2 separate regions of the Danio rerio genome follow, and region 2 is linked to region 1. A link is a contact called in public HiCAR-type data. All regions are on one chromosome and are shown on one strand. Each heading gives the region's core, a stretch centred on a gene start, on an enhancer-like site or on the middle of the called end of the contact. The rest is flanking DNA. Distances are from core to core; before and after follow the strand shown.

Region 1 (2,964 bases), core at 294-2,793:
ATATACACTGTAATATGGATATCTGTCATGTTAATGTGCAAAATAAACCTGATTTGACGTCCACAAACTAAGATTGACACATAATCTTTTATAGTTGTATTGACGCGGCTGTGGTGATAAGGACAGTAAAACTGCTGTAATTTAGGACAAACATGCTCTGTTTTAAAACGCTTTAAACTTAAACTCATTCTTGATCAGATTTAATGTGATTGATGATCACAGAGAGATCAACAGATTTTTGAATCCTTATTGCTTTGCGCACGTCCTGTCTTGTTGATAGTATTATACACGTTACTGCAGAGACATGTTAATATGCAGCTGTCAATCAAATTGGTGGGCGGGGAAACCACACTTCTAAGTCACGTTGCGGTGCCTGAAAACGGGATGAATTTGGATAATAAAAAATAATACTAAATGAATTCATTAAATGAATTTATCTCCTAAATATCATTTAAAAATAATAATTATTTACAATATACTTACAACAAATGGTATAATAGTGATAATACTACTATACTATAACATTATTACTCATTCATTCATTTTCTTTTCGGCTTAGTCACTTTATTAATCTGGGGTCGCCACAGCGGAATGAACCACCAACTTATCCAGCACATGTTTTACTCAGCGGATACCCTTCCAGCTGCAACCCATCTCTGGGAAACATCTACACACACTCATACACAAGGGACAATTTAGCTTACAAAATTCACCTTTACCGCATGTCTTTGGACTGTGGGGGAAACCTGAGCACCCGGAGGAAACCTACGTGAGTGCAGGGAGAACACACAAACTCCACACAGAAATGCCAACTGACCCAGCCGAGGCTCGAACCAGCGACCTTCTTGCTGTGAGGGGACAGCACAACCTACTGCGCCACGGTGTAGCCACATTAATACTCTACTACAATAAATATAATGTTCTTAGTAATATTGTTAAACATATTTTAAACAATGTTACACTGTATAGAAAATTATGATAAATTTGAAACTAACAGGATATAATAACTCTTAAAGAATTCTTACTTCGTTGTCATGTGATCCTTCAGAAATGAAAATTCTCATTAAATAGCTAGTATTGTCAGTAATCTTTCTTTCTTTATTTATTTGTTTGTTTGTAGTTTTGTTTTGTTTTGTTTTGTTTTGTTTTGTTTTGTTTTTATTTATTTATTTATTTATTTATTTATTTATTTATTTATTTATTTATTTATTTATTTATTTATTTATTTATTTATTCATGTTGGTTGGTGCCTACAATTTTTTTCTTTGTATTTCTATGTATGAAAACGGTTGACTTTTGCTTATGGAGTCACAAGATGGCGCTATAGCTGCAGTTTCACCTCTAAGAGATCTAGAATGAAAGGTATAAATATAAATTCTGCTTTAATATGCACTTTCACACACACACACACACACACAAAAACACACATAAATCAGTCGTGACTGTAGTTCAAGTGGATATAGTGGAGTGGATTCCCATCTTACCGAAAAACGTGTTTCCTCATCAGTCCATGTCAAGCCCGTGAAGGAAATAGTAGCAGCTTTGTAGGGCTTTACCCTTGAACAGCTGCCAGGAAGAGCTCAAAGAGTTAAGTTTTGCGTGTGTGACTCACACCTCGCCTTTCTCTGTTTATTAATTATTCCCAGCGTGTGTGGTTGAAGAGTTTGAAGTGTGTCAGGATCTCAGAGGTCAGAGGTTTCACATGTGAATTCATCATCTTAGCTGCTGCTGCTGTTTTCCTCCTACTTTACGGTAATGTGGGCACACTCACTGGAAGCTACAGGTGTACTAGTAAACCACGTGGATATTCACTAAACAACCAACATGGCTCAAATGAAACATAACACTGCTAGTTTTGTTCCTTACTCGATGTTTATCTCCAAAGAAGAATCATTCAGTAGGAAAAAGTCATTCAGTGAAAAATAAAAAAAAACATAAAAAATATATTGTACAAAATGTATTGTTTATTTTTATTATTATTTTTATTTATTTATTTATTTATTTATTTATTTATTGTTTGTTTGTTTGTTTGTTTGTTTGTTTGAAACAAAGAGTTTAATAAATAACCATAGTCAGTGCTGGCATGTAGGGTTGAGGGGCCCTATGCTCGATAAAAAAATTGGGCCCATTGGTGTAAAAACAGTAAGAAAGCACACACAAAAAAAAAAAAAAAAAATTATAATATTTAGATGTATACATTTTAATAAACTGTAACATATTTAACCTATAATACATATGAAAAAATATTTACTCATATTTAAACAAATAAGTTTGTAAGTATTGCAAAGTACTACTAAATAATGTATTATGGATAGCAGAACATTACTTTGAGCTTACTTTTTTCTTCTGCTTTTCTTTTCTTCTTTTATTCAGAAATCTTCGGAAAGATGCAGTTTGGATGCCATTTCATTACAGATTAGATTGCAAATGGCAATGACACTTGTGATGTTATATTACTTAAGATTTTTCGGGTTTATATCGAACATGAGCAATTTGGAGAGATATGTGGAATCTATGTAGAATAAGTTACGTCATTCTAGTTCACCCAGTAGGTGATTGCGTGCGGTGTTATGTAAGATAGAATGTAGTGCTGCTGGGTATATTTCTAATATTTTCAGCTTTTATTAATACTTGTGTATTCATTATCATTCTCAGATTTGTCATGTATGAATATTAACAGAGCTAATATTTAAATGAAACTTTTTTTTTCCTCACCGTCGTTGTGAATTGTTTCATGTTTGATGGGGTTTTGTGCATTGCACAATGAGCATTGTTTATGATTTAAACGCACTTGTCCTTACGCTTATGTTTAAAATAAGCATTCAAGAGCAGCTTTCATGGGGCCCTCCAAGAAACGCAGGGCCCTATGCGACGCCTATATTTTTTGTAGGACAGGCCGGTGTTTTGACGATTTGTGCTACCTCATCAGAATGTGCTACCCGTAGCTAAATCTGTCATATTTCA
Region 2 (2,964 bases), core at 209-2,708, 130 kb after region 1:
GTTGTAATGTAAAGACTGTTTATCTCAACTTAGGCTCATTCTGAAAATGTTTGAAATCGGCTGTCCATTGGATCTTATTGCTGTCGCGATGGCAAGCAGCTTGTTTTTTATTTATTTATTTAAAAAGCACATTAAAGCTGAGATACAACCTGAAAGATGACAATACAACCCCTACTATCACAGACTTTTTACAGACTTATAATATGTTGTTGTTCTATTGAAATTTTCATTCCAAAATGGCCACTGCGGCATCTAGTGGCTGTTTACCAAATCGCACTGGAGTATCGCTTCTTGGTGATTCGATGTTCTTTGCCGAAACCCAACCAATAGTGTTTTCAAAAGAACCGATTGACCAGTGCCCACCATCTTCCCAAAACCCAACCAACAGTCCCATCAGCTGTTTGGAACAATTCTTCGTCGAACTCGAACCCTGCAATCATTGTTAACTCTGTTCTGCATCTCAAGTCCACCGGTGGGAAAAAGTGGGAAAAGGTTGTCCATGTGGTAGCAAGCGGTCAGCTGGCAAGTACAAAAAGGAATGACGTCACACGCCGTTATGTATGTCTGGATACATAATTCACGATCTCTAGGAATGTATATAGGGCTACATTTTCAGAATGAGCATTGCTGGTTTATCTAATAGAATTTTTTTCTTGCCATATGATTTACTGTAATTTTTACACATTACCCAATCCTTCCATAAAAAAGTAAATAAAATTCAATAATAATAGTAATAATAATAATAATAAATTGTTTTCGTAATGCACTTTTCTTAGAGTCAAACAATAGCAGAAACATAAACAATAAAAATATAAACCATAACAATAATAAATTAACAAAAATAATCATCTTAAGTTAAAAACAATGCTAAAAAGGTGAGTTTCTTAAAATAGCCCAGAGAAGTGACATTCCTAACGCTGATAGTCTTGTGTTTACAACGTGACTGATACAGGGTCCCGATGCCGAATAAATCTGTGAAAATCAATCTGTGACAATAGAAAGCCAGTGTAGTTGCTGAAGTACAGGAGTAATATGGTGGCATGATGATGTGTTTGTCAAAATAACCTATGTTTGGCAAGCACTGGATTATTAAAAGTGAACATGCTTTCAATAAAATACTGGAAATAGCTGCTCATGAAGAAATTATATGTTTTCCTTAGGTGTCGAAATGCCAAATATGCCTGCAATTATAATCACCCACATATCTAGGGAATTTCAGATCACTTGCTTAATCAGCACATGTTACTGGCAAACCCATATCATACAAACCTGCCCAGACAAAACTGGCATTTTCTGTTAAACTAGGTTTCACCTTTATATAGAGTACAAAGTCATAGTAAGATTAGCATTGCCCCAAATTGGTGTCCAGAAGTGGGTTTTCCTCCACCACAGTGTCTTTTGTTGATGTCAGAAGTGCGTCTGTGTTCTCATCAGGTGTGAGGTCACACTGCACTTCCTCCACTCTGTTTACTCCAGCTCTGTTTACGCAGACAGACCGCTAGTCAAAACACGGAGCTCATTATTGCTAGGCAGCATGCTAGCGCTTGCACCATTTGCTTGCACAATTTCTCAGAAGCCGGTCAATTCTTTCTGGGATCGGTTTTTGACTTCTCAGCGAACTTTTGGTCACTTTGATTGTGTGTGGTGCCTGAGGAAGGGTTACGCAAATGCAAAATGGTGTTTACTTTAAAAAATCTATACTTACGATTGTGTTGCTATGGTAAAAGCTGAATAGGCACGCAGCCGTACAAAGAAATATGTGGGTTAAAGATGAGGCTTCCTGTTTTGGTGACATTAACTGTACAGAAGTGGTTTTAAATAGATAGAATGAGCATTAAGTGCTTACAAGTTAAGTAAATAATCCAGTCGATGCTTTGAATTGGGTAGGCTATTTGTTACAATGTTCTAAACTATTTTAAAGCATGCTATTTAATGCAGTTTAATAGTTTGTTTGAAAAAGATATATATTTATTTAAATCCTAATGTTGCCTATTAAAATACACTGAACAAAAAAACTTAAATGTATTGGACTCAATGTGAAAAAAGAACTAAACAGATTTACCATGTATTTAAACTATATGTTAGGGGTGTGAACCTACACTGGTCTCACGCTACGGTTCGGCTCGGTTACTATTATCATGCTATCTATTTGGTTCACTTCAATATCTTGGTGCATCACAGTGCATTGACGATGCTTTCCATACATAAGTAGATTTTTTTATCACAACACAATAATTTTTTTATTAAAATCTATAAATATATTAAAATGGATATATTATTTGTAATACAACACTGTCTTTTAATACAAGCTGTCAGATATAGAACTGTATCTTTAATTTTACCAGCTCAAAGAAAACACATTTTTTTAAACAAAACTCCACTACATGCACAGAAGACAACAGGAGCATTTATAGAAAATAAACTAATGTAAATATTATCCCGCTTCCTTTTTGAACGCTATTTTACACCCCTATAATTCGTCATTGTCTTCACCCGCTCAACAAAAAGGGCTGCACTTGGCTTTAGAAATGAAAGCGCTGTTCACCGATGAGTCACACAAGAAGAACAGTCATGATTACAGTCTATATGTGCATAATATGCAGTTATTACAGGTATCACATAATAGACACAGTGAAGAAAACTCGCACCTCAGACACGCTTGTGTCTGGATCCACAAGTATCTCTTTAACGGCCAAGAGGAGAGGTTAAAATTACCTCACAAACAGGCCAGCGCAGCGGGTCAAATGTCTAATGTGTGAGAGAGAGAGAGGCAGAGATGGAGTTTTACAGCATCTCTCCCTAGTAGTAAAATAGCGGCTTGTGTGCTGTGCTTTCTTCAGTGTCAACGAAAGACTTTCCTTCAAACTCACATGCAGTTGAATTGTTCATAATTATCCACCTTTTAAGTATTAGGAGAGTTTTATTTACTTGCCATCGCCTGCTTCGCCATAGTATTCTACTGCT

The links. HiCAR-type assays count read pairs that join an accessible place to other places.
Region 2: a contact with region 1 is called in a HiCAR-type map of caudal fin, with 4 times the contacts expected there. The contact joins two enhancer-like sites. A contact is called at or near these places in 6 of 18 Hi-C or Micro-C datasets (caudal fin, embryo, hematopoietic stem cells and 2 more) and 1 of 4 datasets of contacts at active chromatin or transcription factors (caudal fin).

The regions. Positions count from the first base shown.
Region 1 is chr15:15,908,763-15,911,726 of GRCz12tu, forward strand. No RefSeq gene overlaps it. Among named protein-coding and RNA genes, the nearest start is that of zgc:162730, 100 kb to the right of the region's middle. Within about 2 kb of position 1,544, at least 25 of the 62 cell types and tissues checked have an H3K27ac peak or open chromatin away from gene starts, as enhancers often do. A contact at or near this core is called in caudal fin and skeletal muscle, where this site is marked.
Region 2 is chr15:16,039,118-16,042,081 of GRCz12tu, forward strand. No RefSeq gene overlaps it. Among named protein-coding and RNA genes, the nearest start is that of zgc:162730, 26 kb to the left of the region's middle. Within about 2 kb of position 1,459, at least 24 of the 62 cell types and tissues checked have an H3K27ac peak or open chromatin away from gene starts, as enhancers often do. A contact at or near this core is called in caudal fin and skeletal muscle, where this site is marked.